2 separate regions of the Rattus norvegicus genome follow, and region 2 is linked to region 1. Evidence: chromatin contacts called from public Hi-C data. All regions are on one chromosome and are shown on one strand. The core of a region is the stretch at or near the end of the contact, and the rest is flanking DNA. Distances in the headings are between cores, read along the strand shown.

The links. Hi-C and Micro-C count contacts between places; a contact is called where the count stands out from the background.
Region 2: a contact with region 1 is called in a Hi-C map of liver, with 4 times the contacts expected there. The contact joins the enhancer-like site here to the promoter of Ncoa1 in region 1. A contact is called at or near these places in 7 of 12 Hi-C or Micro-C datasets (the A7r5 cell line, frontal cortex, kidney and 4 more) and 1 of 1 datasets of contacts at active chromatin or transcription factors (oligodendrocytes).

What each region holds. Positions count from the first base shown.
Region 1 is chr6:33,194,590-33,199,658 of GRCr8, reverse strand. It overlaps Ncoa1 (nuclear receptor coactivator 1), which reads left to right and starts at 3,735. Exons shown (of 23, transcript NM_001395569.1): 1 at 3,735-4,060.
Region 2 is chr6:33,274,465-33,279,628 of GRCr8, reverse strand. All of the region lies in intron 1 of LOC134479112, which reads left to right. Among named protein-coding and RNA genes, the nearest start is that of Itsn2, 59 kb to the left of the region's middle. Within about 2 kb of position 3,623, at least 43 of the 93 cell types and tissues checked have an H3K27ac peak or open chromatin away from gene starts, as enhancers often do. A contact at or near this core is called in the A7r5 cell line and liver, where this site is marked.

The sequences.
Region 1 (5,069 bases), core at 2,486-4,985:
TATCACTGTCTCGACAAAAGACAGGGTCTCTCACTGACCCAGAACCTCACCATTAGACTGGTTAGGCAGTGAGCTCCTGGGATCTGCTGGTCTCTGCCCCCCATTGTTGAAACTTAGGCATACATGTTTACATGTGTTTCTGTTGTTGTTTGCTTTTGTTTGGAATGGGTGTTGGGGACTCAAACTCAGGTTTGCAAACTCAAAAAGCAAATGTTCTTACCCACTTAACTTTTTCCCTGTCCTCTTTATTTTTTTAAAAAACTCTCCTTATTTATATATGAGTCAGTATCATTGTTATAAAACAAAACTATTTGAAAAAGCCAACAGTTAAGTCAGCTCTTGCCTTAACAACTAAAGTGCTTGATGTATACTAGCCATGTGTTCTTTGGGAACTGGAAATGATTAGGTTCTGGAGAAATCCAATAGGCCATGTTACAGATCCTGTTCACAGAAATAGTCATATATATATATATATATATATATATATATATATATATGTGTGTGTGTGTGTGTGTGTGTGTGTGTGTGTGTGTGTGTGTATGAGTATTCCTGATGTGTGGGGCCAAGAGTGTCTGGACTAACATCACATCTATCTGGGCCATAAAGTTTAAACATTGCATTAGATTTTCATGTTTAAACCTCTCCTCAATTTACCTTCATTTCATGGGCTTAGTTCTGCTTGTTGATCGATACTGCAACTTATAGGTGAAGAAGGTTTCTCTTAGATAACTAAGGTAGCTAGATTTCAGAGAGGCAACTGTGAGGTTCAAGAAGTAAATCTAACTAATGAATCCTTGGTTCTGGCGTATGGGGATTCTGGGGGAGGGCAGGATTAGTGGGACTTAGGGACGTAGGCTTCCTTAGTGAAAGCAGATGGAACCAGAGAGAGGTTGACTTGGACCAGAGAAAAGGCAAACATTCAGGAAGGACAAGAGAGTGATATCACTGTGCTAGCTTGGGACTAGGACAAGGGAAGGTCAAAGGGTTCATTTAGTAAGATATTTCACCCCAGAGAAAGACTTTTCTTTAGCACTCGTGAATAGTTATAGCAATGTAAGTACTACTTAAGTTACATTCATAATCTAGTAAAGTCTTAGCAGGGCTGCACACACCTATATTTACAGAACTTGGGAGGCAGAGGCAGGAGGACCCAGACTTGAAGAACAGTCTGTGAATGTAGCAAGGTACTGTCCAAACAAACAAACAAAAAAAATCTCAGTACTGAGAATATTTTAAAATATATAATTAAAAATTTTAATTTATTTTATGAGTATGGGTGCTTTGCCTGCATCTATGCTGGTGTACCACATTTGTGCCTGGTGCCCAGGGAGGCCAGAAAAGGATGTCAGATATCCTGACAATGGAGTTATGAATAGCTGTCAGGACCATGGGTGTGCTGGGCATTGAACCTGGGTACTTTGGAAGAGCAACCAGTGCTCTTAACCACTGAGTCATCTCTCCAGCCTGAGAATGGTTTAAAGTGAAGACAGTGACCAATTGTTGAAGCTGTGGACACAAACCGAATCAACTTACATGAGAGAGGGGGAAGGAAAGACAATTAAATATTTGAAGACACCGACATTTACAAGCTGGTTTTAATCTGTGAACCTGCCATGGTTGGAATTGGCGGTACAAACAGGTAGATTCTTGGAGCTCCCTGGGCAGTCAGCCTAGCTAGGTGGTAAGTTCTAGGCTCAAGGAAAACAGCCTCAAAAAAGAAGGTGGCCCATAAGATGACTCAGTGAGAAAGGGAGCTTGCTGCCAAGCAAGCCTAATGAGTCTAAGGTTGAATTCTGGAGCTAACATGGTGGAAAGAAGAGAACGAACTCTAGTAAATTGTCCTCTGACCTCCTCATGCACACACACACACACACAGACACACTAATAAATGCAATTTAAAATTAAAAAAATTAAGGGGAAGCACTATAGAAGTTGACATACATGTGTACATAACTGCACGAACCAAACAACCCCTGCCCCCCCCCCCCCTACACACACAAAGGAGAAGACAGGACAAGTGTCAGTGAATCAAAGTTCAGAGAATAGGTAGAAAGAAAGAATGAGGTACGAAACAGGAGGAGGGGAGAGTAAGGATGGAGGGGCTAGAAACACTAGTAGAAAAACCAAGATAAGGCTGATGTGCAGTAGAGATAGGAGGATTCCCAACGCCTGGCTCATCTGTAAGCACCAGAGGACAGGACAAGGCACTTTGCACAGTGCAGAGGTACTAGATCAGGAAACAGGCCCCACAGAAGTAGACTAAGTAGATATGACTCAGATATCTACTAAGAATTCAATAGAGGCCTTCGGGCATTTCAGCTATTAATAAGGCTGTGGATTGTGTAGGTGGTACTGTAAGGACGGTAAGGGCAGGAGCTAATCAAATGCACTAGGGCACTGGCTTTGATAAGAATCAACCAAATGAACACAGGGATGGATGGATGGATGGATGACTGTATAAATGAAGTGTGCTCTACTGGCTGCTGTATGACCATGACCAGGAAAGGAAGATAAAGGCAGCATAAGGCACTGACAGTAGTAGGGTGGAGGGACCTGCTTTGTCTCAGAGAGGGGCCAGGGAGTTGTCAGATTTGCATCAGGGAAGGGACATGGAGGACTTAAAGATTTACACAGGCTGCTTTGGGGCATCAAATGCAGGATGAGACACAGCAGAAGACAGCAGCACAAGACAGCTAACCGAGGACAAGAACTCAGGAAAGCAAAGGATAGCCGCCCAGCACTTCCACCACCAGGGACAGAGCAGTGAGTGTCACATTGCCGGTCTTGGGATAAGGGCTGCTTTCCAGATAAAGTGATCAAGGCTTAAGGAGCTGTCCTGTGCCTGCTTGATTCATCTGGCGACAAGGAACACTACTAACACAAGTAGCACTTCCATTATAGAATAAGAAAAGGAGGTAAAAAAAAATTTTGGGTCCCCCTCGAGGGAAAAGATCTGTGAATGACAGACATTTTAGTCAATTTACGCAATTGCAGAGCCAGACACTGTCAGTCAGATCTTTTCATCCGCAAAAAGAAAGGGGGCAGATGATCTTACTTTTCCCTTGTCTAATAGTCTGTGAAATCATCTAGGCAAACCACCTCTCAAATTTTACAGAACAACAAAACAAAACAAAACAAAACAAAACAACAACAAAACCGAGGCCCAAGGGATGTCTCTCACTCAAAGTAACACAACTCACGAGTGGCGACAGGCCCAGGTCAGATTCCTCTGTGATTCCCCAGGGCCTCCAGGTCGCTCCCCAACCTTCCCTAAATGATAAAGAACAGCTGGAGGCCGCAGGTCCCTCAGCCCGCCCAGGGGTACTCTGGGGTTCGAGGCTTCCTGGCAGCGGACAGAGGACCGCCCCGAGGGGAGGGTCTGTGCGGGAAGAGTTCTGGCCTCCTCACACTTCCTTAGGACATCGGCCCTGGCGTGCCTGCGGCCGGCAGAGGGCGCGGGGCGGCTTTACGCCGCGCGGGGCCGGTGGGGTCGCGGTGCCCGGGGGCGCGCCGTCGGAGCCGGAGGGCAGCCGGGCTCTGGGCCCGCCCGCGGAGGGGGCAGGGGTGAGGGCGGGGCCGCGAGTAGGTGGGGCGGGGCTCGAGGGCGGGGCGCTGCGGGCGGGGCACGGGGGGCGGGGCCGCGAGCGGGGGGCGGCGGCGGCGGCGGCGGCGGCGGCCCTGGAGGAGGAGAACATGGCGGCCGCGGAGAGCGGCTGAAATGCCTGTTCTTCAGGCCGGGCGAGCGGGAGACTGACGCGATTCACCTTGTCCGGTCGTCCGTCGGTCGGAGCGCGGCCTCAAGCGCCTCGGCTGCAGTTCGCTGTTGTTCCCTCAAGCACAGCTTGCGCCGGGGTGGTTCTGCATCCCCCTGAAGTGGGGGGACTCCAGCTCCGGAGGAGGGGGCCGGAGAGCCGAGGCGGCGGCGGCGGCGGCGGGTTGCCTGGGCCCCGGGGACGGGCGCCCGGCCCGAGGAGTGGCGGAGTCCGCGGCGGCGCCGCCACAGTCGCGAGCGAGCGCGGCGCAGGGGAGCGCGGCCCAGAGGCGGCGGCGGCAGAGGCAGGTGAGTGGCGGCGGCGGCGGCGGCGGTGGTGGCGGTGGCGGCGGGAGCCTCGCGGTGGGTGCAGCTGTCACGAGCCGCGCGGCCGCGGCGGCCCTAGGGGGCGGGGAGCAGCTGGCGCCCTCCGTCCCGGCTCTGCTTGCTCTGGGACCCATCTCCCGCTCCCACTTTTCTCGAGTTCCCCTGCTGGCCTGGCGCGGCTGCAGGGGGCGGAGGTCGCAGCTGTCACCGCACCAGCTGGGGGCTGCTCGGGGCGAGCTGCGCGCTGCAGAGCGCCGTCCCTGCGGCGCACTCCAGTTGCCCTAGTTAGTGGAGTGCGAGCATCCGCGGAGGGCGCGCGGCCGCGGGCCGGGTGGGGAGCGGGCGCCCCGAGCCGCCGCCGAAAGGGGGAGCCGGAAGTAGGCGCGGGCGCCCCTCGGCCCCGACGAGCAAGCACGGTGACCTTGGCCAGCCCGTCAGCCTCTCTGAATCTTGTTCGCCGGGACAGCTAAATGGGGGCGACCGAGGCGTGCTTTTCTGTGGGTGCAGCTTTCGACGGCCCCTTTGCCTAGCCTGGCTGCACTTGCCTTTCTCCCCTTGGGACTAGGGCTTCTGAGGTAGGAATGGGCGGATAAAGGAGATTTTCCTCTTGCGGCTGGGATTTGGTCCCTTTGCAAGGTTCTGCTGAAAGGACCTAGAAAGACAAGTAATACACGTTGGCCCGACGATTGTAGGTAGGGCTGGCTAATGGTCAGTGATGGATCTTGAGCTCTCCATAGTCGCTTGGAAGAGACTCAGAGAAACTGGACACCGGGGTCCTCCGTCCTTACCACACATCAGCGGTGGTTCCTTTAATATTATTTGCATATGCATTTTTTAAAAAGCAGTCACTCCCATGGGCCAGACACCCTCTAGTGTGGTGATATTAGAGGGAGACGGAGGGATTGACAATACACCCTGTGTGTGACAAGGACAAGCCGAGGTGCTGTGGCCAAAGAGTTTAGTAGGGAGGGAAACTTTAAGCTGGGGAGTA
Region 2 (5,164 bases), core at 2,374-4,873, 80 kb before region 1:
TGTTTGCCAGGCAGTGGTGGTGCACACCTTTAGTCTCAGCACTCAAGAGGCCTGTGGATCTCTGTGTTCCAGACCAGAGTGGTCTACAGACCCATGACAGTCAGGGCTACACAGAGAAACCCTGTCTTAAAACACAAAACTGCACTTTTGCCTAATCAAAAAATTGTTTCTTAAGATTTGCGAGCATATAAATTCTCAACCTATAAAATTTAAAGTCGAAGGAGCACACAGAGGCTGTCTGAATTCCATCTGATAGTTAACTTTTCTTTCCTGCCTCGTAGCTAACATTCCACATCCCACAAAGCTAGAAGATTTATGAAAGAATTCACCATGAAGAAAAGCTGAGTATTTAGTGGGATGAGTACATCAATTCTGGCTGAAAAGTTACTTAGTGCACGAAATGTATCGAACAGCGCATGTGCACTGCTTTCACAGACCCGTCAAAAGTAAATTTTAAAAATTAGATTACATTTTAGTGAAAATCCCTTTTTACTACAAGCCCCTGAGATTTTACTGACTGCCATAGTTGAGACACAGGGACAGGTGTCAGCTGTGAGAGAGTGCTATCTTACTAACAAACTTATTTAGTAGCATTCCAAAGGAAATGGTAAAAAGGCTCTAACTGTTTTAGACCCTGAGATCAAATTCAGACGAATAGGAGAGTTGGTAAAACAGCTGCTGGGGAGAGGACAGGAGACTGGGAGAGAAATGGGAGCTGGGAGAAGGTCAGCCACAATTCAGATTGTGTGAAGAAGCCTTATGGAATCTACTGCTTTCAAAACTAATTTACGAGGCGTTGAATGGAGGCGCTCCACATGGGTAGGTAATGTAGCTCCCAGAAAGCCATGGGCTTTAAATGAAAATGCCAGGGCCAGGGATGGGCAGTTGGTCAAGGAGACCTCTGGTTCCCAAAGCAATCCAGCTACTGACACTACTCTCGGCTGCCCGTGAGAACTAGATAGTAACACCCTATGGCTAAGAGCCCACGTAGTTTGCCTGCAGGATGGAGAGAAGTCAAGCTGGAACTAAGCTGGAAGTTTCCTCCCTGCTAACTAGCTTTCCAAGTGCTTGTAGATGCACTTTGGGTGACAGGGAAAGAAAAACCGTAAGCAATCTAATGCAGCTGTAGGGCGTGCAAGATACAGCTCACCAGGCAAGACGTACTCATCGGCGTAGCAATGGAATGACTGCTTGCAGGTAACCAACCGCTTTCTGCTGGTCTTCTGGAGGGATTTCGTGCATGGTGTTATAAAACTGATCAAGAAGATAATATGGCTGGGGAGACCATAGGCCCTAAGCAAGGAAATTATGACTGTTAATTTACTAAATGGGCCAATTGTGTCCATCAAACTACCTTTTTTTTTAGAGATTTATTTATTTATTATACATAAGTACACTGTAGCTGTCTTCAGACACACTAGGAGAGGGCATCAGATGTCACTACAGACAGTTGTGAGCCACCATGTGGTTGCTGGGAATTGAACTCAGGACCTCTGGAAGAGCAGTCAGTGCTCTTAACCACTGAGCCATCTCTCCAGCCCCATCAAATTACCTCTTAAATGTTTTTGGCCATAGAGTAGTGCTACTGTCAGCCTTGGTCAGAGAAGCTTATTTTTGTAGTGGGCGAAGGTTACTTTCAGAGACTCATAACTGGTCAAAGAGCTGAGAGTCAGACTGCAGAGTGCTCAGCCCCAAATGAGACAGCACCACTTCCGTGGCTCAGAGAACACCAGCGAGGGGGGAGTGGAAAGATCTTCCAAATTTGAAACTCCCAAGATGGGTGCCTGCAAATGACCACAACGTTCCAAAATGGATGGGTAGGTGAGGGACCTATTGGATCCACCACTCCTTGAAGAGCTAGTCATAGTTTATGGCATAGTTTTCTTCTCTGGAGCAGCCACTGCTAAGTTGCTGGTACTCTGGATAATATCCCCTTACTGATGCTCATTCAAGCAACCCTAGTTAAACAGTGGGAAACATCGAACTCAGAGGGGACCTAGAAAAGAAGAAAGTGGGGACTGGACAAGAGGAGACAACGAAGTCAAAATACATTTTATGCATTTATGGAATTAGGAAAAATAACTCTTTTTAAAAGAAATGCCATTCAAGAATGAGTCGATCCTTTGTTTTAGCTTTTACAAGGCAAGTATATAACTTCAACTTTTAACTATGTGATTTTTTAGTATGTCGACCTCAAATTTAAAAAAATGAAAAGATGTCATCACAGGACTATTTGGGCTGAAATGTAACAAAATGTGCAGCTAAAGATGGCTCGGCCCCACCCATAATTTCAGATGTCTAGAAGCACCGGGGGTGGCTGACTCTTCTCATGCCTTTCCTGTTGTTGCCACAAGATGGCGCCAATGCTCAAAATAGCGCTTCAGAGAGCCATGAGGAAGGAAGAAAGGCGAGCAAAGGGGCTTTCTCTTCGCTCTACGTCTCCCTTAAGTAGAAAGAAAAATGGAGGCTCCCAGCAGAATTCGCGGACAACTTCATTACACGTCCTTCTTTTGGGACACAGAGAAAAAGGAGCGCCGTGGTTTACCAAGACCGTGCAACTGAGCTAGTGGTTTGCACTTCGGAACAACCAAGGCTTTTATTTACATATTTAACGTTTTTGTTTGTTGTTGTTTTAATCAAGAAAGACGTGAGAAAGAGCTGTTGGATTAGGCCATGGCTAGTGCCTGCCAGAGGGGCTCAGGAGAAATCTCACACGTTGGCTACCTGGTCTCACGACCACATGTGAACCGCGGCCGATTCAGAAACAGTTTCTCTTTGATCATTACTTATTCTCTGCAGCGACTTAGAAAAATGATTGAACTAAATTTCCTCCCATCAGAGACTTGATGAATACTGAGATTAACAATAAAACTATTTTTAAAAGTCACTGCTTTTAAGCCAAACTTCTTACTCTAGCTCTCACTGGGTTGTACGAACCACCTCCAATTTACATATTACAGAAGAGAGAGAGCCTTACATGGAGAATAAATCATTTTCAAACTAGACACTCCATCCAGAACTGACAGTAGTTGGTTCCCAGCACGTCTTTTATGTCTGACATGCTTTTAGAAGAGTAATCATATTCCCAGTGACTCTCAGGATAAAATTTTCTTCTCAAAGTTCATTTTGTGGAGGTTTTTTTTTTTTTTTTAAGTTCTGAAGAATAAAGCAATTATTCTTTCCTTTTGAAATTACATCTCAAGTCCAGAAACATCAATTTCTTTAAAATATTAACATGGAGTGGTTGGGGTATTTCTCTTTTGTATCCTTTCCACTCTCCTTCCGAGTCCCTTGTTTGTTTTGGCAGACCCTCACTCCTACTAGATTTCCATTGCACACGAATTACCCCAAGCTCCAGCTGCCCCACAGACAGCTGTTCTCACTGCCCTCCACAAAGCCCCCCTCCTTCTGAGGTAACCCTTGCTTCCCCAGTATGGCTACTTCGCCCCAGTTTTGCCCCTGGCTTGGGCACAGAACTTCTGCCAGGAGCAATGCCTGGCAAAGAGTTTCACCTGGAGTCCACCAGAAGTGGGGGTGGATGCTGGGATCTTGCACCACACCGTGCAGGACCTGCTAAGAGTTTTTCTGAAGGGATGTGAGCCGAGGGAACTGTTATTGCGATACTGATAGTCTGAGTGGGAACCAGCCTGTGAACAACGCTTGGGAGGAGGAAGCAGGAGAGGAAGCCCTGGAATTGTGTTTGTTACATAATCCAGAAAAAAACTTGTTTTGCTTAAGCCTCTGTTTGGATCGTGTGTTTTCTTTCACGTGACCAAAAAAAGTTCTAATTTATACAAGAAAATTCTCAGATACTGAATATTTCATAAGTTAATGTAGAAAACATGTGGGAAACATGTTGGAAAGAAATTCTTTCTCTCTTTCTCTCCCTCCCTCCCTTCCTCCCTCACCCCCCAGCCCCCACCCAAGGCTGTCCTGGAACTCCCTCTGTAGACCAGACTAGCCTCAAACTCAGAGATCTACCTGCCTCTGCTTCCTGAGTGCTGGGATAAAAGGCATGAGCCACCACCTCCCAGCACAATACACATTTATAACTAACGTCCAAAAGTTTTAGTCCGCCTCACTAAATAATAATTCCCACTTGTCACAGAAGAGTTTAAGTTAGCAATCTCTGTATCATATGTTCAATGCAATCTAATCTTTGCAACAACAATGTGCCCTAGAAGCAGTTTTTTCAAGACAGGCCACACATATTTGTTTCCCTTTTATGCTTTTTTTTTTTTTTTTTTTTTTTTTGGTTCTTTTTTTTCGGAGCTGGGGACCGAACCCAGGGCCTTGCGCTTCCTAGGCAAGCGCTCTACCACTGAGCTAAATCCCCAACCCCTTGTTTCCCTTTTAAATCAAAACAATTTCTCAATACCACAGAATAAGATAGTATTGTCCATATCTAGAAATACCGACGAGCTATTGGTATACATAAGCCTCTCGTTCTGAAGTTATCTTAGAATGTGAGTCTCAAGTTTCTCTGGGCATTTGAATCCAACAGCCCCTGCGTGGGAACCAGGCACAGCAGGCTGACACAGCTGCTGTGACCACACTGTCTGTGTCTGGCTGGGGGCCATTCGAGTCTGCATCTGGAGAAGCAAAGCATTGTGGGGGAATTTTTCTCTGCAGAGAAGTTCCCAAGTCAATAAATGCCAGCTTTCGCCTTGGTGACCCCTCTCCCACCCAGGCCTTCCCTCATCCCATCCCCCACACCAGGATCTAAGGACAGATCCCTGACCTTTTGCTTGCTAAGAAAGCGCTCTACCTCTGATCTAATCTCCAACTCCTCCCTTTGGTGACTTTACCACTCTCTACCTTAGGTGTCCTCATCCTTGTCAAACTGTAAGAAAACCTTTGTAATGGGCTCTGATGATATAGGGTAAGTCTACAGACTATAAACAGTTTATCCACTTGGACCGATACCCAGAGACAGGCCCGGTTTGTTTATTTATTTTTATTTGTTATATGTATGTGTGGTTTGCCTATGTGTTTGTCTAGTCCGTGTCCCACAGGCATGCAGTGCCCACAGAGGTCAGAAGAGGCATCAGAAGGTCTGGAACTAGAGTTAGGTGCAGTTGTGAGCCATGATGTGGGAGCTGGGAATTGAACTTGGGCCTTCTAGAAGAGCCAGTGCTCTCAGATGTTGAGCCCCATCTCCAGC